Linked DNA regions of Gossypium hirsutum: region 2 is linked to region 1. The links are chromatin contacts, called in public Hi-C maps. All regions are on one chromosome and are shown on one strand. The core of a region is the stretch at or near the end of the contact, and the rest is flanking DNA. Distances in the headings are between cores, read along the strand shown.

Region 1 (5,350 bases), core at 829-3,328:
TATTTGGCTCATAAAAAAATTCTACGACTTTAGAAATAATATAATTGAGTCGATTTATTCGATTAAATTAATCAAATTAATTAAAATAAATATGATATTTTTAAAATTAATTTTCAACTCATACAATTGGCTGGTAATTGAACTTGAAAATTGGACCCAAAATCGAAAATAGAACTCGAGAACCAAAACTTAAGACCGAAACCCAAAACTAGTTGAATCAGGACTTATGAATGAAACTAGGCCGACGGTCCAATCGATGGTTGGATCGGACCGATCGAGAGATCACTGGCCTAGGACCAAACCGGCCAGGCCCGTTCGGGCAAAATAGCGATGATTTGGGGTGTCGAGGGAAGTGGCACCGACGACAACACCACCGAGCATGTTGGCTGCGACGGCAGCGAGCCGACGACTGGAAAATGATCGACGGCGATGGTTCTTCGACGGTAGAGAAGTGGAAAAATTAGACTCGTAGTGGGACTCTACCGGATAACTTAATTTCAAATTAACTTTTTCAAAGATAATATTATTTTAATAAATTTAATATTTAATTTAATTTAATATTTATCTAGATAATATTTTGAGATATTAATATTAAATTAATATTTATCTATAGATAATGGTTTTGGGTTTGAATTTTGTTCCATCCCCAACAGCAAAAGATAGTCAAAACCCAATTGTGGTGGCTCCTCAATTGGGGGTTTGAAAAAGAAGAAAATATAGGTTGGTGGTTTGGACGTGAAAGATGGTTGCGGTGTAGACGGTGGTGGGATTGTTGGGATGGAGGGATGGAGAATACAATTGATTTGAGATGTATATGTTTAGTGCTTTAAAAATTAGTTGTTTTATATTAATTATAAAATGAGATGGAAATTATGTGGAAAAAATTCATGATTAAGAAAATACATGTCATGAAGTTTATTGATGATTCAGCAAATTGTTAGTATTTGAACGGTTTTGAATTAAAATAAAGTAAAACAAAATGATTTTTGTAATTTTTTAAAGTCGAATGACCTAAAAGGAAATTTTTTAATAGTTAGGTGACCATTTATATAGTTTACCCTAACGATCATTCGTTTAAATTATGGAATTATACCGTTTTCATTATCGATCTTGTCAACAATTTTTTGACCTAGTGATAAGAATATTATATTACAGGCATAAGAATTTAAATTCGATCTTAATCTTTCCTTAATTATCAAAAACATCTAAAAGAGAGGCATGGTGGGGCGCCCTTATTTGGAGAACTAATATATTTGGATTTCAAAAATCATTGATTTATTAAATGCAATTTAAAATTATTTAAAAATTTATGAATTTGAAAAATTAATATTTCTTTATTAATTTAAATAAATATTATATTGATTTACTAATACAATTTATGTAGCAAATGAAATATAAACCCATATTTGAGGTATGAATTCCAAAAGATGACATAAATAAAAATGGATCCATCATATACAAGAGGTAGGACTTTTCAGAAACTAAATTCGGAATTAATGTTAATTAAAGACAATTTTTTATTACTCATACTTATGTATTTTGACTACATTAAAGGGAGAGAGAAAAGATAAACACCACACCTCTCTTACTTATACAATCCAAAGTTTTTTCTTCTTCTTTCTTTTTTCTTTAATTTTGTATGATATATATTAGATACAATAATTTTGTAAAAGAGATACAAAGGTTCCATAACAAGCCAATGCTATAGCTCATACTTTGGCTGGTGTAATGCAAAAATTCCGGTATGGTCTTATAAGGTTCTAGGAGATCTCGACATAAATCATTGAGCAATTTCGGATTGATGGGCAACTTGTTTATAGTGAAACTGATCTTTGTGAGTGATTTTCATATTTCTTTACCAAAAAAATAATTATTGAATCTAAATTTTAAAATCTAAAAAGTAAAATGATTAAATTGCTTGAAATAAAAAGTAAAGGGACTGAATTAATTTCAAATTTGTGAAGAATAGAGGGACTTGTGACAAATTTTAACCAATAAATATAGTTTTGCATTGTTTTCAAGATACTATAAATTAATGGAGGCGAGAAGCTACCTTTCTCCGCAGCTCCGCCCCTGGTTGAAACTCTTTACATATTATCTTTATTTCTAAATATGTTCTCTTGAGTCTGACCTTGAGATCGCTTAAAACCTCCCAACATTTTTGTATTTACAACCAAATAAAGCTTCAAATTTAATGCCAACTTGCAGCTTACCTTCTCTGCTTCCTCCCTCCCTATAATAATCCTACTGCCTTTTATTCTCTTCCATTTCTACATGCTTTGAGCTTACCTTCTCTGTTATATCTACTCTTTTTCTCTTCTTATTTTTTTTTTTGTTAAAAAAGAAAAGAAAATTTGTAAACCACAGCATAGGAAGGCAGAGAAAAGACTGGGTTGGAGCGGGGTGAGAGGAAAAGAGGTGGTTGGATTAATGAGAGTGATGGTAGTGATGGTGGGGGTGGTGCAGGCCACGGCCTTCTATGGGGTTAATCTGAAACATAAGAATAAGGAGCACCGTAACGCTTATGCAACGGTGTACATGGGGAGACCCAGAGACTATGAGTTCTACGTGGCAACACGTGTGTTGATCAGATCGCTTATTAGGCTCCAAGTGGACGCTGATCTCATCGTCATTGCCTCCCTTGACGCTCCCCTCCGCTGGCTTCGTGCTCTGTAACTCTGCCTAACTTTTTGCTTCTTACTTGTCTATTTTTCAACAACATGTTTAGTTCAAATAATAGAACAACATATTTAGTTCAAACAGTGTTCCTTATTATAATGAAAAAAAGTTGATTACAGGTTCTGTTTTTGTTGTGTTTCTGTAGAGAAGAAGAAGATGGGGCAAAGGTGCTGAGAGTGGAGAACGTTAATAACCCTTACAAGGGTCAACAGAGATTCAAGTTAACACTGAACAAATTATATGCATGGAGATTAGTGGACTATGACGGAGTTGTCATGCTAGATGCTGACAATCTCTTCCTCCACAAAACTGATGAGTTGTTCCAATGTGGCCAGTTTTGTGCTGTCTTCATTAACCCCTGCATCTTTCATACTGGCCTCTTTGTGTTGCAGGTAGTAATTTAAATTTTCAACTAAATTCCATAAAAGCAGCTTTGGGTTCTAAAAAGTATTTCATGTGCAGCCATCGTTGGAGGTATTCAAAGACATGATTCATCAACTGGAAACTGGTAAAGCAAACCCTGATGGTGCAGACCAGGGGTTTACTGGTGCCTACTTCCCTGACTTGCTGGACCAGCCAAAGTTCTATCCCCACCTAAATGGCACCACCTTAGATGGGCACTACAGACTTCCCATGGGCTATCAAATGGATGCCTCCTATTACTGTGACTAAAATAGTGATGGTCTAATCTATAATGCTTTGACTTGAGCTACAAATCTAACCTCAAATGATATCGGTGATTTTCATTTTTAATGATATCCAGATCTTAAACTTGGTTGGAGAGTACCATGTGGACCTAACAGCGTGATCACTTTTCCTGGTGCTCCATGGTTGAAGCCATGGTATTGGTGGTCTTGGCCTGTCCTTTCCTTAGGCATTCAATGGCATGAAAATCGTCGTCAAACTCTAGGGTAAGATAATATGTAAAACTAGTGAAACACTGATAGATAAATAAAGCCTATACAGCCATCGAACGATTGCTTTGAGTTTCATGATCTTGTACGATACAGGTATGCAGCTGAAATGCCCATTGTGATGATCCCATCGGTAATCTTTCTCGGAATCATCACGATGACACGTCTAGCTCGCCCCAGCATCTCCAAGCTGTGGTACCGGAATACAGATAAAAGCTCATCTTTGATGCAAACAGGCCCGAAGTTTATAGCAATATGGTCAATTATTGCAGCCTATATAGTTCCCTTCGCCATCATTCCTCGTACAATTCATCCATTAGTAGGGTGGACATTGTATTTCCTTGGCTCGGTTACTCTTTCATCTGTAGCAATTAATTCATTTTTGCTGCCAGTGGTTCCAATTTTGGTTCCTTTGATACGGGTTCTGGGGTCACTTTTGGTGATGGCATGTCCTTGGTACCCCTATGGAGTTACAAGAGCTTTAGCTGTTTTCGGCTATGCATTTTGTTATGCCCTTATTGCTTGGGGTTCAATGGTTAAGGTTACGGCACGACTTCAGGTCTCACTTGAAAAGAGAACAAATTTTCCCAAAATTGGGTGAAGAATCTTAGGTACACTTGAAAGTTGTCTTTATTTTAACCTGAGCGTAGGACCACCAACATTTCCCTATTTGTCCATTATTAAAATTATAAGAATTTATAAGGGCTTTGATTTTCCCACCACAGCCTATATAGCATGCCCATTTTCATGAATCATCAACAAACCCTTGCTCATTACTGATAACTATATCCCATGGCATAATCATATACAAAAGCTTTAACAATAAACTAGGATAAAAATATTGAGCATGTCATTTCTTGAAGGATCAATTAACTTAAAAAGTTGAAGGAAAGAAACTTTATTTCCCAAAAACTTAGAAAGAATATCTATTAAAAAGAAAGAAACATAGTATGCCACAGGATATTGCCTCATATTATACAACAGTTCTGCTGTGAATTGAGCATCTCTGGGGATCTGCAAGAGTAAAAAGTGTTTGTTAGCTAAGAATATACAAGAAAAATGCTCCAGACGTCAAGTCGACAACAGCAAAAAACTACCTCAGGCCATCCTACCCCAGAAACATATGGAATTTGGTAAGGCGATAAGAGCCATTACCTTCATCCCAATATTCAGCATATCTACACAATTGATTCATTAGTTGAGTTACTCTATGGTAATCCTTAGGAAACCACTTCCCTACATCATTTTATCTTGCCAAATGGCCTTTCACCAGATATTAACACTCAAGGGAAAGAGGCAATAATTTTCATAAATAAAAGACAGGCAGGCTGCCTGCTCAGCAAAAACCAGAATATTGCACATGATAAGAGCATTTACAGCTGGCCAAGATTGGATAAATCAAATTCAGGAGCAAGCTCTTGCACAATATCATTTGGTGGCTGACCGCACTCTTGCATTTTTTGCATCAGGTCAACAATCCTGGTAAAGTTATTAGGATCATTTTCATAAACTCCATTAAGCTCCTTTATCAGCTCATATTGGCGGGAGTAACGTTCATATTCTTCTTTACTCAAATTAGCTTTGTGCTCTTCTAACCATTGCGGGTATCTTTCTCCAATTTCCTTCATAGGTTCATGAAGAATCTCCTTAGATAAAAGTTGTTGCATCATAGTCTCCACAATCGATTCCATGTCCTGGTCAAACCAAAAGAACAATTATCATTCCTTAGCATATGCTGCTAATGAAACCTACATCCT
Region 2 (5,350 bases), core at 2,112-4,611, 68 kb before region 1:
TGAAATATTGTGTGAAAATATGGATAGGAAATTTTAATGATTTAGTGCCTAATTGAATTTTTAGGACTAAATTGAGAAAAATGCAAAGTGTGTCTAATTAGTGATTAAATGACTTAATTGAATTATTGCATGAAATTGGAAGTGTTTATGTGGCAATTAGACCATAAATTAGTGATATGGACACAAAAGGGTAATTCTAGAAAAATATCTAAGTAATGGGTCAAGGGCATTTTTGTCAAAAGTGAATAAAAGACAAAATAAAGTGAAAATAAGTGTCCATCTTCTTCAAAATCAGACCTTTGCTGCCAAAAAAATTCATGTCACCATAGCTAGGGTTCTTGAACTTCCTAAGCTCAATTGTAAGTGATTTCTTGCCCCGTTTTTAATTATTTCCGTATTTTTTGCTTATTGAAGCTTGAATTTCATGTTTCTACCATTTAATTTAAATGAAATTAAAGTTTAAAAATTGACCAATTCATGATATAATTGTAAATTGATTAGTGATGTTAGATAATGAATGTTTGAAGTGTTAATTACAAGTTTTACTAGATGAATTTTGATGAAAATGTTGAAAAAGGGCTAAATTGTGAAAGATGGTAAAGTGTGCATAAAGTTGTGATTTTGTGAAATTGAGGGCTGTTATGAGCATGAAATATGATTTAGTGAAGTTTTAAATTTAAAAATTTAGTGAATTTTATTTTTACGAGCTTAGGGACAAAAGTGGAATTTTTGAAAAGTTATGGGGAAAAATGTAAATGTGCCAAAATGTTGTGTATGAATTGTATTTGAATGGAATATTGATAAAATGTATTAAATTGTGTTAATATAGATCAAGAAAGAAGAAATAGTGGAAGTGATCGGGGAAAAGAGAAAGTTATCGACTAAATTACAAAAATAGTCGTTTTGCATCCGAGGTAAGTTACGTGTAAATAATAGTTATATTTTTTATAAATTGTGAATTATATTTGATATGTGAATTAATATTGAATGTGGAAGGAAAATTGTTCATGAATTATTCAAGTGTTAAAGTGTTAAAAAAATAAAGTGTTAAGTGTAAATTCCCGGTTGAACTTAGGAATAGAAGTGGATACAAGTGACATGTCACTAGAGATCAGTGTTACAGTGTTACAGTGAGTCCCGGGTGCTGGGTGATCTAGCATGTGTTGCAGACACCTGACAGCTTGTGTGAGCAGGCCCGTGGACATTTCCAGTGTTATTGATCAGTGGTAGCTTCGGCTACATCTCAGTGGTAGCTTCGGCTACATTCAGTGGTAGCTTCGGCTACATATCAGTGTGGCACTATTGTGCTAAATCTCTACGTATCTGTGTATATTCCGAGTGTTCAACGGGATTAATAATGAGTTAAAATGAATATGAAATGAAGTGTGTATGCAGGTAAAAATGAAAGAATGAGCATATGTGATAAATGTTAAGTGTGAAAATGTATATGCAAGTGAATTGGTAAGATTGTGCATGTGTAAGTGATTGAAATTGCTAAGAAATGTTTTGATTAGTTATATATTAAAAGTGTTAATTATTAAATGAGTACCTATTGTTTACATGTAACTTACTAAGCTATTAGTAGCTTACACCTTTCTTCTTTTCCTTTGTTTTATAGTGATTTGAACTTGATCGAATTGGGGATCATCGGAGCTTGTATCACACTATCATAATCATCTCGGTATTATGTGCTTTTCAAAATGTTTAAACTATGGCATGTATAGAGTCTTAATCATTTTGAGCATGTTCAAATGATATGGCTAAGATTAGCTATTGAAATAGTTAGTAAAAATTAAGTTTTGGGTGTTATGTATGTTAAATAGTAACTAATTCAAAGAAGCAGTTTCTTTGACAGCAGCAGTGACGTGAATGTTAAAATTTACCATAAATAGTAGAAATGGAATTAGAGAGTGAATTATATATGGAATTAAAGCTTATCAAGTCTATTTTTATATGAAAGAAATGGTGTAGGCAAAGGAATTCTGTATTTTGAGATATTTAAATTTTAGTGAGACAAGGTCAGAATAGTTTTTGTAGTCCCCTGTTCTGACTTTAGAAAATCATTATAAATTGTACAGAGAGAATTATAAGCTAAAATTTATATTTATAGATTCCTTAGTGAGTCTATTTTCAAAAGAAATAAATTATAACCTTATATGAATTCTGTACAATGAGATAATTGATTTTTAGTGTTAAGAGGTCAGAACTGTTAAGTAGTGAAACAGGGGAGACTTCAATGAATAAACTGTACTAACTGGATAGACCAAAAATTCTAAAAATTTTATGGTAAGTAGGAATATGAGTCTACTTTCAGGGAAAATTTACGGATTTAAATTTCGAGTTCTGTAACTCGAGCTATAATTAAATTAGTGACAGTCACGTAGGTGGACAGTTTTGTTGTGAACAGTGAACTTAATTTTAAAAGCAAATTTTTATGCTCCGAATTGGTAAGTTAAATTGGATGACATCTCGTACTCGATTCCGGCGACGGTCTCGGGAAAGGGGTGTTACAAATATTGTACTTGAACTTTAATCCACTTTTTAATCTCATACATGAACTTTGATTTTGTGTTGAATATTACATACATAGACATATTAATCCACTATGAAAATAAATATATGTATTCATTTGTTTAAATCTATATAATTGAATCAATATCAAAGTTTCATGTATATATATATGAACGATATAAGTTTTATGTATATAATTGCATCAAATAAAATTCCGTATATTAAATTGGACAATATAAATTTAATATTTATCTGTTGTTGATAAAATATTTGTCCCACTAAATTCAAAGACATCTTTTTTAACAAACCTAAATACATTTTTTTATACTCATCATAATTAATTATTTGTATACTTCAAATATTTTCAACCTTTTAAGAATTGAAAAATGACAGTAATTATTTCAATTACACTCGATTTAATAGATCTAATTAATTATTATAATTATAAATAATTATACTCAAATCTAATTATTAAATAATTTTTCAAACACATTTTAAGGAAAATATATAAATAATTAATAAATTGAGAAGTGATAAAAAAAATGTATGATCAGTTAATGATTGTTTATAAAAAAAATTAAAATATTGTGAATAATGATAAAAGAAAAAAACTGGGAATGTTTTTAAACTTTTTTAAAATTCTCTTCTACAACTTTAAAATTTTTTAATTAATACTTATATATTTTACTAATATGTTAATTTAAAGAAAAATTGGCTTATTTTCCTTTCTAGTGAATTTATAATACCAATTTAGTAATGGTTTTAACTTTTAAATAGTAGTATCTGAAAATGCAAACCAATAATGATAGAAGGAAACCCATGCAAGAATGTTGGAAGCCCAGTAGGAACCATGAAGGTGCATAGGCCCAAGTATGATGTGATAGTGTATGCTGGCATTCCATTGAAACGAACCCATGATTATGAGCCACACTCAAAAAATATATAAAATGTGAATACCTAAATGTTTACATTAAAAGTTACATTGGAAAATGACAATGCTGGAGAATACCCCAATTTTATCTAATCTTAACTAAGATAAGTACAAAGATGAGGTTAATTAAGATATTTAATGCAAAAGTTTTGAGTGATCCCAAAGGGTATTAGTACATGTGAACTTTATTTTTTATTCACTTGTGTTAGCAACATAGGATCACCACAAGATCCGAGGATCATTACGTCATGTTGAAATCCATCTAACCTCAAATCCCTACTTTCTTTGTTTCTTTCCTATCAAGTAAAAACAAATGGAAAATCTAACTCTCTTCATATGTTTTTTTTTCCCTCACTCACCTAGAATATTACCATAATTAATACCTTAATGAATAAGATAGTCATAAGTCAATTATTAACCAAAGACTAATTACTTTTAAATATTGATTTTTAACCTTGTTGGCGTGACTGTTAGATTTGTTCATGGGTCGGCCTGACCTGAAGGTCAATCTAAAAAATGGGAGGGTTTAGACAAAAATATAAATCCAAAAAACCGATTTCTAAACGGGTTGGGCCTCATGTAAACTTTTTTTGGTCCAAGCCCAACCTAACCCACATTTGCAAAAAAAAAAATTATTGCTTTTTTTTACATTGTTTTGCTATTATATTGTTACTATTTTGATGTTAATATTTGAATATTGTATAACTCTTTTTTTTTATTAATTTACTACTATTTTAAAGGTATTTGCTTGTTAAATTGTACTTATCTTAGTGTTATTTAAATATATATTTTTAATTTTTTCTATTTGTTGTGAAACATTTATATTAATGTTTTTAATATATTTGATGTATTATATTTTTAAAATTTATCTTTATATAAAAAAACAATACAAAATTTTTTATTACAGGTAGCCGGGCCAGGCTCGGGTTTTAACATTTTTACTCAGGCTGAGTTTGAGCAAAATTTTAGGCCTATTTTTCGGACTGAGTAAAATAAATGAATAAGATTAAAATATATATAAAAATTCATAAAAATTCAAAATAAATAGCATGGAGCATACATGAATTATCAAGTAAGTTGTTGTGTTTAAAAATTTTAACATTTTAGTTAGTGTTCTTGTTACAAAACATCATTTCGACTCTTTTTCAAATGGTTGTCAAATTGGACTCTTTTTAAAAGGTTGACAGCCAAATTTAGATTAAAAAAGAAGAAAAAAGACCAATTTGACAAAAAAATATAAACATTAAGGACTAAATTTGACATAATATATTTAAAAAAATTTAAAGCTTTCTACTCATGATTGAACCAATACCTCGTTAACATTAAATAGCTTATATCTAATCATATATTATACATATAAAAAAAGAGAAGTAACAAAAGTTTTCTTAAAAAAAAACATATAAGTATAAATATAATATATTGAAAGTTTCCACTCTGTTTTATAAACTATAATTACAATTCATTTTTTAAAACAAAAATAAAACAAATATTTCATGAAAAGAAAAAAAATCTCACCTTACAAATATCTGAAGTAACTTTTGTTAAAATAATTCACCCTTTTTAACTAATTGAATTAAAAAAACTAAAATACATCTTTTTTTATTAAAAAATTAAAAAATGCTGAAATTTTATTTCCCCTAATAGTATTCATAAAAAAAATACATATATTAACCAGTTCAATTTTTTTAAAATTAAAAAAAAATGCATAAAATAGAAAAAAGAAAAGGAAAAGGGAAAATGAAGCAAAGCTTATGGATAGCAATTCAAAGACATATGGAAACCACCCTACTTTGAACCATTAAATAAATTAGGAAAAGAAATTGGAGCAACCTCTTGAGAAAGATGAGTTGGATTTATGGCTCCTACATTGGACCCACTCACCAACTTCTTTTCTAGGTTGGAACATAG

What was found. Hi-C and Micro-C count contacts between places; a contact is called where the count stands out from the background.
Region 2: a Hi-C map of leaf shows a contact between it and region 1, with 3 times the contacts expected there. The contact joins the enhancer-like site here to the promoter of LOC107929326 in region 1. A contact is called at or near these places in 3 of 34 Hi-C or Micro-C datasets (hypocotyl, leaf and petal).

The regions. Positions count from the first base shown.
Region 1 is chrD08:58,423,650-58,428,999 of Gossypium_hirsutum_v2.1, reverse strand. LOC107929326 (putative glucuronosyltransferase PGSIP8) reads left to right here and starts at 2,078. Exons shown (of 5, transcript XM_016860713.2): 1 at 2,078-2,672; 2 at 2,825-3,071; 3 at 3,142-3,343; 4 at 3,443-3,590; 5 at 3,690-4,310. The coding sequence starts at 2,431. The coding sequence ends at 4,194. LOC107929325 (peroxisome biogenesis protein 19-2) reads right to left here. Exons shown (of 5, transcript XM_016860712.2): 4 at 4,971-5,287; 5 at 4,422-4,607. The coding sequence ends at 4,562.
Region 2 is chrD08:58,493,427-58,498,776 of Gossypium_hirsutum_v2.1, reverse strand. No RefSeq gene overlaps it. Among protein-coding and RNA genes, the nearest start is that of LOC107929341, 4.0 kb to the left of the region's middle. Within about 2 kb of position 3,361, at least 4 of the 9 cell types and tissues checked have an H3K27ac peak or open chromatin away from gene starts, as enhancers often do. A contact at or near this core is called in hypocotyl and leaf, where this site is marked.